Linked DNA regions of Sus scrofa: region 1 is linked to region 2. A link is a contact called in public HiChIP or PLAC-seq data. All regions are on one chromosome and are shown on one strand. Each heading gives the region's core, a stretch centred on a gene start, on an enhancer-like site or on the middle of the called end of the contact. The rest is flanking DNA. Distances are from core to core; before and after follow the strand shown. Region 1 overlaps PKNOX2 (homeobox protein PKNOX2). Region 2 overlaps PKNOX2 (homeobox protein PKNOX2).

Region 1 (5,215 bases), core at 2,650-5,149, 170 kb after region 2:
TCAGACTCTGAAATCAGGCCTTGTGTCACACTGGAAACTCTCTCAACCTCTCCAAGCCTTGGTTTTCATATCCTCAAATGGGGTATCTATGAAAGAAGCTGAGAATAATGCCTGGTGGCTGCTGAGGGCTTAGTACATGACAGTCATTATTAATTCTGTATTATCATCTCCTCCTAAACACCCTGGAAAAATTTGGCTTCAGGGAAACAAACTCATTCTCACTGAAGTGTAAATGACTGCTGGGACTTAAAGATTTAGCCTTCCCAGATTTATTTGTTTTACATTTTAACAGTAAATCAAAGACATTAAATTGTAATTATATATATATGTATATATAAATTCTTATGTGTATATATGTATCATATAGATTGTATAATTACAATTATATATATAGTCAGGTTCCAAAAGGATGTAGACCTCGTAAAACCATACTGCACAGACTTTTTTTCCCTCAGAAGGAAATGCAAGGCAAAGCCATGATCTTATCTGCTGGGAAGCATAGGGTTCATGGGCAAGAGGGGATACGAGGCTAGGAAGTAGATTTTCCATAACATAGAAACATATATCACACTAAATCATGCTACCGGGCCCTCCGGCTTGGTGGCAAGGCTCCCAGGGAGAGGACCGTCCTGGGTGAAGTGAAGGAAGGCTTCATGGACGCGTGGGCTGTTGAGCAAAAGAAAAGGCACAGCAGTGTAATATAGAAGGCTTTGCCTGCACATGAGAAGCACAGTAAATGCATGGAGGAAACATCTCTCAGGAGGTGGAGAGGGCATGTCTGCTCTGCTGGGGCTTGAGCAGTGATGCCCAGGAATGGACTCACTGTCCAGCATCACTTCCTCTCACATGGCAGATGCCATCCTGCCTTCCCCGGGGCTGACCCATAAGGCACCTGCTCTTATTCCAACAGCAGTGAGGACCAAGGGTCAAGGCAGCCTGGCTGGTGTCCTTTCCTCCCCCAAGCTGACCTCGCTGCCGTGAACTCTACCTGGTCCCCCTTCTTCTTTCTCTAGGACTTGCCTGGGTCATCACAAAGACCAAGCAGGGAGGATTCTGTTGGTTGAGTCAGGAAGTATCAGGGATGAGGGGCTTTTCAATGGTAAACTGAGCCCAGAGGACCCTGGCTTCCACAGCCCTGACTCTTGACTGTTTTTTTTTTTTCCTCTGGAGGTAATTTAAAAATGTGGAACTAGATATCATTCAGCCAGATTGTGTGGTACAGTCCTTCTCAGAGAGAAGAGGGGCCTGGCTCACCCTCTTAGCATCCTCTCTTTCCAGGAGAAGCTGAGAGCACTGCAGGGTCCCTTGCCTCTATCAACTGCTCCCGCCCCTGCCCCTTACTCCTGCCCCCCTCCCTCTTCCCAGCTCCCAGGGTGTGCCATCCTCCCTGGCGAGGCCTTGGAGAAGAGGAAGATTGACGGGAGGGAGCAGACCGGTGGGGCGGCAGAAGCAGAAGCACTCCTTCCATCCAGGGGGTCCCCAGCGGCTGAGCTGTTTGTCTGTCTCTGCTGAGTTGTGAGCCTCAGGGGCCCAGGCCGTGTTGTTTTCTCAGCTCGGTTCCTGAGCAGCGGCTGCTGTCAGCTCTCGACAAATAATAATAAACCTGGGAATCAGGTTTGTCGAGGGGGATTTCAGTCCCCGGGTTCATTTTTAGATTTGTTTCTCTGCGTGTGTGTGCAGACCAGGGAGCACGTGATGGGCCCCCGGGGAGCAGGCCGGGGTGCCCAGCTGCCCCGGCAATCCACCCCAGCCGCTCCCACAGAACTGGAGGGCCCTCCTCCGCCCCAACCATCACGGCGGCCTGGATAGTTTAAAAGAGAAGAAAAATAATTGAATGAAAGGCCTCAAGCTCTCTCCTTCCTCTGTTCCTCCCCATCTCTCCCACTCATGCTGTTTGGATAGAGATGAAGGGAGCTGGAGATGAAAAAGAGAGGGCAGAACCGCATCTCCAGGTTCGAGAGTTGCCTGAGGGCTGGGCGGGGGCCTGGCTCCAGGCCTGGGGAAAGGCTACAGTGACTGGAACTGGCATGACCGCTAACCCCCATTCCTGGGATGCAGCAACAAGGGGAGGGGGTTCCTGGGAAAGGAAAATATGTTCTAAGTCAGGCTTCACTGGCAAAAGCAGGACCCCATTGTGGGTGAGTGTGAAATTTAGGACAAGGCCAGTGGTGTCTCTGGGGCAGAGCAGCACCTGCTTAAAGCAGATTGGAGGTGACTGTGGGAGGTCATTGCCGCCATCTCCCTGCTTCCCAGCAGGAGAGGGTACAGACCACTTCTCTGGGAGAAGAATGCAAGGGCTGTGCTTACCCTTACAGCTAGCATGCTTTTTTCCTCCCTTTCTTTCTTTTTTGTTTTTTTTTTTGTTTTTTGGGGTTTTTTTTTTTTTTTTTTTTTGGTTTTTTTTGTTTTATTTTGTTTAAAGGAACCAAAGAGGGAAAAATTGCCAAGTTGTAAAGTGCTTAAAGAGGAGATGAGAATCTTCATCAAAATGCTAAAAGCTGGAGGGGGAGAGTAATGTGAAAACTCTTGCCTGCTATTTATGGGATTGATTCTCAGATCAAGAAGAAGCAAGCAGTTGGATGAAAGGAATTATTGTTAAGCTCCTCGGTAGGAAGATCTAATGGACAATTGCCGCTATCAGGGGGAATTAAATTGCTGTTTCAGTTTGTAAAATATATCAAGCGGCTTTTTGAAGCCAGAAAAGGTATGACAGCCAAGGCAGGGGGGGTGGGGACTCTGCCACTTTCTGGTCCTGGTGTGAGAAGCAGGAGCCAGGCAGGAGAGGTGCTCTCCTAACTTGGACCCTGGTCCATTTTTTTTGGAAGCCAAATTGAAAACTAGCTGAACGGAGGGAGGCAAGGAGAGAAAGGCTGGAGCCCTGGAGCTCTGGGCCCTGAAGTGAACCAGGGGCAGTGGAGCAGGACTGGACTCCTTTCTTGGAAAGCTGGTCAAGGGGCGAGGAAGGTGACTGACATGGGTCTGTGATTACCAGCCACTTCACTCACACCCAGGGCATGGCCGAATCCTCTGTCTGTGTCACTACTAAGCCTCCCCCTATGACACTGTGGACACAGTGGGATCCAGGGTGGATAATCACCCTCTTTCTCCCCAGACTGGCTCTCTTAGTTAGCTTTAGCTCATCCCCAGGCTGGGGTCAGTGAGTGCAAAAGTGAGACCAGTTGACCCAGCCCCACTGGGGTCATATTGTTATTCCAGATAAAGAGCAAAAAGCAAAATGGCCTTGGGGATGGGGAAAAGGGAGGAGGGGGACCCACTTGCAAAGAGGACCACAGGCCCGTGCTGGCGCCACGCCCCAGGGCACAGGGACCACTGAGTCCCTACAGCCACTCAGCTTTCAGCTTGTGGTTTCTAGCCTTTATTGGATTTTGCAAAGAGACCTGTGTGTGTGTGTGTGTGTGTGTGTGTGTGTGTGTGTGTCTACGCGCCTGTGTTTCTTTAGATAAATCCACAGAGTCACATGAAATCAGTGACAGGTTGACACCGTTATTTCAAGATTCATCGCTCTGAGTTGCCAGCATAGGAGACGTAGCCAACTCCTTCCCACCACCAACACTTTTTTTTTCCAGGCATAATTTATAGCAGTGGGGTGAATTTGTTTCCAAAAGATGAATATCACACTATCAGCAACAGCTGCCTCTCATTTTTATTTGTTTTTAAATTTGACTCAAAGTCCAATTCTCTATACACATCCAAAGCTGTAAATCCTAAGGCGACTGATTACATGATTTAGTAAACAGGTTATGTTATATAATGCAATTAAAGTGGGGCTCCACAGCGCCATCTACAGGCTTCTTTTGGGAAGGGAGCGGGACTAGAGACTGGATTGTGGACCAGGCTCTCTGCACAGGGAAAATAAATGGGATTACGCCAGGGTTGAGAAGCCTGCTCCAGAGGGAGAAGCTGAAGCCAGCCAGGTTACTAATGCAGCCTTTTGGTCCCTCCTGCTGAGTTCACTGTGTTATTTCAGCCTCCTGCAAGTCTGTCTAGACGTCAGAACCCAGGCCTGGGCAGCTGCTCAGAGCGGGGAGACTTGGGGTTGAGGGAGAGAGTGGTAGCCACCTGGGAGCTCCTGGGCTGGGGGCACCGAGGAGGGCTCCTGGCTCTCTTGGCCTCAGGGGCCTTCTTCCCCCACTCTCAAATGAGGGAGCCTTTGGAATGAAGCTGCAAGCTTCAACTATTTCCATTCTATTCACCAAAGCTTGTATTGAGTGCTAACCATATCCACAAAGACTTTCAGAATATTCTGGTGAATTCCCTCGTTTTGTAGTCCAACAGGGACTTGTACAGGTCACAGAGAAGTGGCAGAGCTGGGTGCGGAATTCAGACTTTTTGACCCTAAGCACAGGCTCTGTCTGATCATCGGCGGTTACAGATGAGGAAATTGAGGCCCAGACCAGGAATGGAACTTCCAAGGCCTCTAGTTGTAGCAACGGAAGGAAAATAATAAAATACTGCTAGCCTGTGTCAGAGGACAGAGGAGAAGGGCTGCTTGGGGGCCTCAGCACTGCCTCTTCGCTGCCCTGATGGGGAAGGAAGGAGAGAAGGGAGGGAGAGGTGCAGGCCCAGGGCCAGTGCTCACGCCCCACCCCCTCCCGGACCCCTCTGCCCTGAACTACAGTACTCTTCAGAGGCTCTGGGCCCTCAAGGATTCTAGCTTCTCCAAAGCTTCATTTGAGTAGGCAACATCACGGAAAACTTGTCCTGGAGAGGGCAGACTTATATCTCAGCGCTCAGAGCCCTGAGCCAGAAGTAGGAGGTAGGGGTGAGGGAAAGAGTGGGAAGTGTACATGAAGAAAACACGACCGTCAGAGTCCAAAAGGGTACATGTCCCCCCACCCTATCCTGTGCCAACCACCCGCCCAGGGTCCAGTCTGGGGTGATGGGGCAGGACAGTGTGGAGCCACAGGGAAGCTGGTCCCTTCCCCTCTCCTACCTCAGGCCCAACAGCCGAGGCTCAGCTAGGGTCAGGGAGCAAGAACAAATGCGAGAGTTCCCAATTAGACTTTTTCTCATCCTTAAGGCCCTGAGCCCCCAACCCTGACACCCCAGCCCAATTACAGCCAGGCAGCATTAACCCCTTGGTGCCCCAGGCCGTTAATGGAATGTTAATTGGTCTAATGGGTTTCATGTCAACAAGTCCTAATGAGCTCCTTTCTAACGAGCTTGTTTTTTTTTTTTTTTTTTTTTTCCTAAG
Region 2 (5,403 bases), core at 403-2,902:
GGATATTTTAAAACTGAAGCAATGAAGATTAGATTAAGTCTCCACCAAACAGCTTCATTCTTGTATTATTTTTGGCTGGACTGTGGAGAAAAGCAGCTAGCCCTAGGGCCCAGAGCAGACTCAGGAGGGTTCGGATGGGGCCGGGGTGGGTGGCATAACTGTTAGTTTCTAACAGTTTCAGTACAGCTCAGTCAAAGCTGTGGGGGTGCCTGGTGGGGAAAGAGGGAGCCTGGGGTGTGGGAGGAACCAGACCCAAAGGGGCCAGAAAGTGGCCCCGAATCAGCAGGTCACAAGGCACTGAGAACCCTTTAAATCCCCCACCTTGTCTAGTCTTTCATGTTTAACTTATGCTTACTTCCACACCCCACCCCCATCCCATGCCTAGTTAACCTAGCCATCTGCCACGTGGCCTTTGGAGGACCCTTAAGTTATTGGGTACTTTTCTGGGAAAACAGTTGTCCAAAATTCCTGAAAATAGAGCCTAGTAACCTGGCATCGGGAGCTCCTGCTCTCTCCTGCTAGGGAAAGGCAGCATGGTATCCATTCATTCCTTTGTTCCTTGGTTCAACAAATATGGATTGAGTGTCTCCTCTGTGCTTGGCACAGTCCTAGGCACTGAGGATACAGCAGCAAAAACTAACACGTGCCACCGTCAAGTCCTTGTCCTCAAGGAACTTGCATGCTGCCGTGTCAGCGCAGAGTAAGGGCTTAGCATCAGAAAGCAAAAAACCACATTGAAAGTCTAGCTCTACTAGTTACTAATCATGTGGATTTAGACAAGTTGCTTAACATCTTTGATCCAGTTTTCCATCTGTAAAATGGGCAGCAAAATTACGTAGCTCATAGGATTGTGAAGAGAGTGTATATAAAGCGTCAGCACAGTGGCACCCAGGACACACCCGTGGGGTTCCCTCTTCAGCTGGAAGCTTATCCAGCCTCCCCTCTCCCCTTTCTTTCCACAGGCCACTGGCACATCCACAAATATTAAACAGCCAGTCACGCGGTGACCTGGTGCTGCCCTCTGCACACAGACCCCAGCAGGGGCTGTGGTAGAAACAAGGACACAGGCCCTGTCCTCAGGGACTGTGCAGTTTGGCGGAAGACAAATTTGACACACAACCATGTGAGAGAGGCCGGACAGATGCACTGAGGTGAAAAGAAAAAAGGCACAAATCAATTGTTAACCAAAGGAGACATAAGTAGGGTGGGAGGCTGCCGAGGGACGACAAGAGTGGAGGCGAGATCTCAGCAGGGCTAGAGGGGCAGGGGTGAGAGGAGACCATCCAGGTCCAGTGCTCAGGTGCTGTCTTGGCACTGGCTGGGGGGGCGGACTGCTCTGGGCTGAAGTGTTCAGCCTCCTCTGACCATGGGCAGGGGGCTAGAAGCGGGGTACCGCTGCCTCAGGAGAGCCACCCAGGCTTCTCTGTTGGGGGCGGGCTTCTTTCACACATTGACTTTTCAGTGCATGGAACTTAGGCTCATGATTCAGTGCATGAGGCCAACCAACTGATTTCATTCCTGGCCAGGATACAACTCTCTTACCTACTATCCCTGCTCTTTCTGAGCCAAGAGAACAGTGGCTGAAGGCCCACACCTGGCCCTCTTGAGGGCCATGAGGCTGACTGATGTCAGAGCAGTCAGGGTGTGGAGAGAGCAGCTGGACTAGGAGCCAGAGGACAGTGGACTCTGCTCTGGACTTGGCCCCTGCCTGGCTGTGTGACCTACAGCAAGTGGCTGACCTCTGGATGTTAGTTTCATCAGCCATCCAAACGGGAGCTTGAACTTGCTCTCAGGGGCCTTCTTTAGCCCAGAGTTCCATGATTCTGTGTCTCTTCTCACTGGATTGGTTCATGAACAGACAATTGTTGGAACCACCACCGAACACAAAACCAAACAACTATCATGATGACACAGGCCTGCCAAGGCACGGACTGTGAGCTTGCCCCTGCGTTGCCTTCGTGTTAGAGGCTTCTCAAGACATTGGGAGTTGACTTTGACTTAACCATTGGCCTTCCCAGGGTGAATGCGTGAGTTCTAGCAGTAAGGGTGGCTCCTCAAGGGCAGCATTTTGTCTAAAGATTCACTGACCTCTTCATAAAAAGCACGTTTGCCTCTTTTGTTGAGACTGTGTGGTACAGGGAGAAGGAACACAGGCTTTGGATTCAGATTCTGGTTCTGACTCTGGTTCTGCTATGACTAAGCTGTGTGTCCTCAGGCACATCACAGAACCTCTCTGAGCCTTGGTTTCCTTAGCAATATAGTCAGGATAGTAATAATATGGAGCACAAAGGGGTGTTGTGAACCCTCTAGAAGAAAATATCTGTAAGTTCTCATGGCAAGTATTAGTTTTCTTTCCCAATAAAGAACATTCTCACGCTCTCTCTCTTTTGATCCTCTCAACTTTGTGAAGCAGGTGAAATGTGAAGCAGTTATTACATCACTTTATGAGTGAGAGGAACCAGGGCTGGAAAATGGTTGAGGTGGTAGGTCCACGGAGGGAGTGCGGACACGTCCACCTGTTCGGGGGATGCACAATAATTCGGGCAGTCCAGGTCTGCCTTTGACCATGACGATGGCCCTTTCCTAAGCCTTGCTGAGCTCTGAGAGCTGCTGTGCCCTGAGCTCTACCTGTTCCTCTCTTGAGTATCTCTGTAAAGGAACCACCTGAACTCAGCTCCCCATTACCCACACCTTTCTTTGGCAAATGCTGTGGAGACCTACCAGTGGTTATGGAAACTCAAACCTAGAAGATTTGTTTTTTTACTTCCACAAAGTGTTTGGTTAAAAGAAGGCCGGACTGGGCTGGCCAATGCAGAGAGGTGGAGCTGGATTTCAGGCAGGGGAGCAGGGTGCTGGCAGTGAGGGCAGGGGGTGGCAGGGCTGAGTGCCACCTCCCTGCCTTCCTCTACAGCCCAGGCTGGAAGCTGTTGGAGCCCCTGGTGCAGACAGTGTACTGGGGCTCACACCCATGGTCCTCTGGCTCTTTGTCCTGACAGTTGCTCGGGGACGGGGCAGGGGGGGGAGGCATTAAGCCATAAGTGGGGGTTCTGCTGACTCTGACTAGGCTGAGTCCAGGGTGGCGCAGGGGGGTGTGGTAGAGCAGGGGGAGCAAGCCCCACCCCCAGTGGTCCCCCTCACTGACCTTACTCCATGTCCCTTGTCATTGAGGACTGCTGTCTTCCGAGGCCTGAGCTAAGCCAGGAGTCCAGCGCTGTCCTGCCTTTTCTCAGGTGAGGCCCTGCTCTGGGTGGGTTGTGAGTTCAGTTCCAGGTCAGAGGCAAAGAGAAGCAGCCCAGGGCCTCGTGGTGACAGGTGCTTGATCCCAACCCCTCCCTGGCCATCCATCTGTCAACAACCATGGTCTGAGCCCAGCATTTAATGCATGCCCAGCACTGTGCTGTGGGGGACTTAGGGCCTCATTTTCTGGGATCTCCACAGTCTTAGTGGGGACCTCGAGCAATCACACACCAAATGGAAAACCAGCTGTGTGACCTTTGACTTCTTTGGATCTTAGCATCCTCATCCTATACAGTGTGGAGGTTGGATGAGGTTACCTTCAAGGCTCCTTCCAGGTCTACCATCTGTCACACTGTGGATCGTACATGCTGAAGTGTGTGCCCCAGACCGCCAGGCGCTCAGAGTCTGGAGAAGTGGTGGGGCACAAGGGACATTTAGCCCAAAAGTGATAGGACCTGCCATACTCTGATGAAGTGAGGGGGATGGGAAGAAGTAGATGCAATGGCAGCTGGGCCTCACTTATTAGGGGACAGGGCCTGGGAGAACTCCTGCTAGGGGTCCCTTTCTGAGTCTTCCAGTCTCCAGGAGGACCAAGAGACAGAAATCAAGCTGGAGAATCCCGTGGTTTTAGAGCACAAGTCTGCTGTTCTCCTGGGTCCCGTGTAGATGCAGTGGTCTTGCCTGCTGCCACGATGGAGCCCACCTCATGGCCCCTCTTCTGCCACACCTCTCCCAGATCTGGGAGGAGAAAGCTAGATGCACAGTGGGGTGGCAGTCCCCCAGGGCTCCCCACTTGTGAGTACTATTTGGAAAGCCACTTGGTGGGATTCCCCAGCCTTCCCTGGAGACCGTTCCCAGGGAGAGTGGCTGTTCCTTGCCTTGGGAGGCTACAAAGCCTCTTAGTGACAATGAGATGGGGACTGCTACCTCCCGCTGACTCCCAGATTGTCAAGAAAGCTCCTTTCTGAGCTGGACATCTGGTCTCCTAGAATACTTTTTGAAGTCATTTCCATTGGGCTTGGAAAGGAGCAATGGAGAACTGCATTTGCAGGCTCTACTCTGGGGGGTGCCCCAGGGAAGGGGGAACTTCCCAGCTTTCTTTTTGCACAGTGTCCTGGTGCTGGATTTACTGCCAGATTGCAGTGGAAATGGACACTTCTAGGGAGGGAGCTAGCACATGGATCATGGGAAAATAAAGGATCTTTCCTGAGCCCTATGTTTTCTTTTTATTTTTTTATTAGAAACTTTTCTTTTAGCCATGGCTGCAGCATGCTCAAGTTCCCAGACCAGGGATCAAACCCACGCCACAGCAGCATCCCTAGCCACTGCAGTGGCAATGTCAGATCCTTAACCCTATGAGCCACATGGGAACTCCTGAGCCCTGTGGTTTCTGAGTAGCTTCACAAGGGCACAGAGGAGTGGAAGCTCTTTCACTGTGTGCCGGAAGCTCTCAGTCTTTATTTTATCCAGAAATTACCCGAGAAAGTAAGGCTCAGAGGGAATAGGAGAATTTGCCCAAGGTCACGTAGCTGTTTGATTTCCTTCTGGTTCAGTGGTCTTTTTTAGCCCAGCTTGCTAACTGCTCTAAGGAGATACATGTTTGGGGGAAAGTTGTTGGATTCTTTGCTGCCTTCTTGCTCCATCTCCCTCCCACCCTAGACCCTGTGCCTCGGCTCGTCACGAGCTCAGTGTAAGATCCAGGGCTCTGGCCTGGATAGGTCATGGGTAATGAGATTTCGATGTGACTGAGCTGGGCCAGTGCAGAACAAGCCAAGGCCTTGGGTTTGAGCCATGAATCAGCCATATGCTCACTGCATGACCTTAAAAGCCAGTCCCACTGCCCTCATCAGTAAAATGGTGGTGATAATGCCTACAGCCAAGGCTGTGGAGAGGACCGATTGAGTTGATGTGCGAGGATGTGTTACGCACATTATGTGAACGTAAATGAAAGCGCCTACACAGTGCTTTGCATGTAATGTGGGGGAGAAAATCAGTTGGCACAGACTCTGTTTCTTATTAGTTTAGAGTTGAGCATACACCCAAACACACACCCCCTCTTGCGTTCACTCACAGAATGATGACAACCTTGTTTAAGTGATTGAAAGCTGGCAGGATGGGCTGCCTTGTGGCTGGGGCATGAATGGCGCCCTCTGGGTGGTTTTCCAG

The links. HiChIP or PLAC-seq counts read pairs in DNA pulled down with a chosen protein or histone mark.
Region 1: an H3K27ac HiChIP or PLAC-seq map of skeletal muscle shows a contact between it and region 2. The contact joins two enhancer-like sites. A contact is called at or near these places in 1 of 5 promoter capture datasets (liver), 22 of 47 Hi-C or Micro-C datasets (brain, embryonic fibroblasts, epiblast stem cells and 12 more) and 1 of 2 datasets of contacts at active chromatin or transcription factors (skeletal muscle).

The regions. Positions count from the first base shown.
Region 1 is chr9:52,520,687-52,525,901 of Sscrofa11.1, forward strand. The region is part of intron 4 of PKNOX2 (homeobox protein PKNOX2); the gene reads left to right. Among named protein-coding and RNA genes, the nearest start is that of FEZ1, 150 kb to the right of the region's middle. Within about 2 kb of position 3,900, at least 20 of the 83 cell types and tissues checked have an H3K27ac peak or open chromatin away from gene starts, as enhancers often do. A contact at or near this core is called in fetal skeletal muscle and skeletal muscle, where this site is marked.
Region 2 is chr9:52,355,674-52,361,076 of Sscrofa11.1, forward strand. All of the region lies in intron 2 of PKNOX2 (homeobox protein PKNOX2), which reads left to right. Among named protein-coding and RNA genes, the nearest start is that of PKNOX2, 55 kb to the left of the region's middle. Within about 2 kb of position 1,653, at least 3 of the 83 cell types and tissues checked have an H3K27ac peak or open chromatin away from gene starts, as enhancers often do. A contact at or near this core is called in fetal skeletal muscle and skeletal muscle, where this site is marked.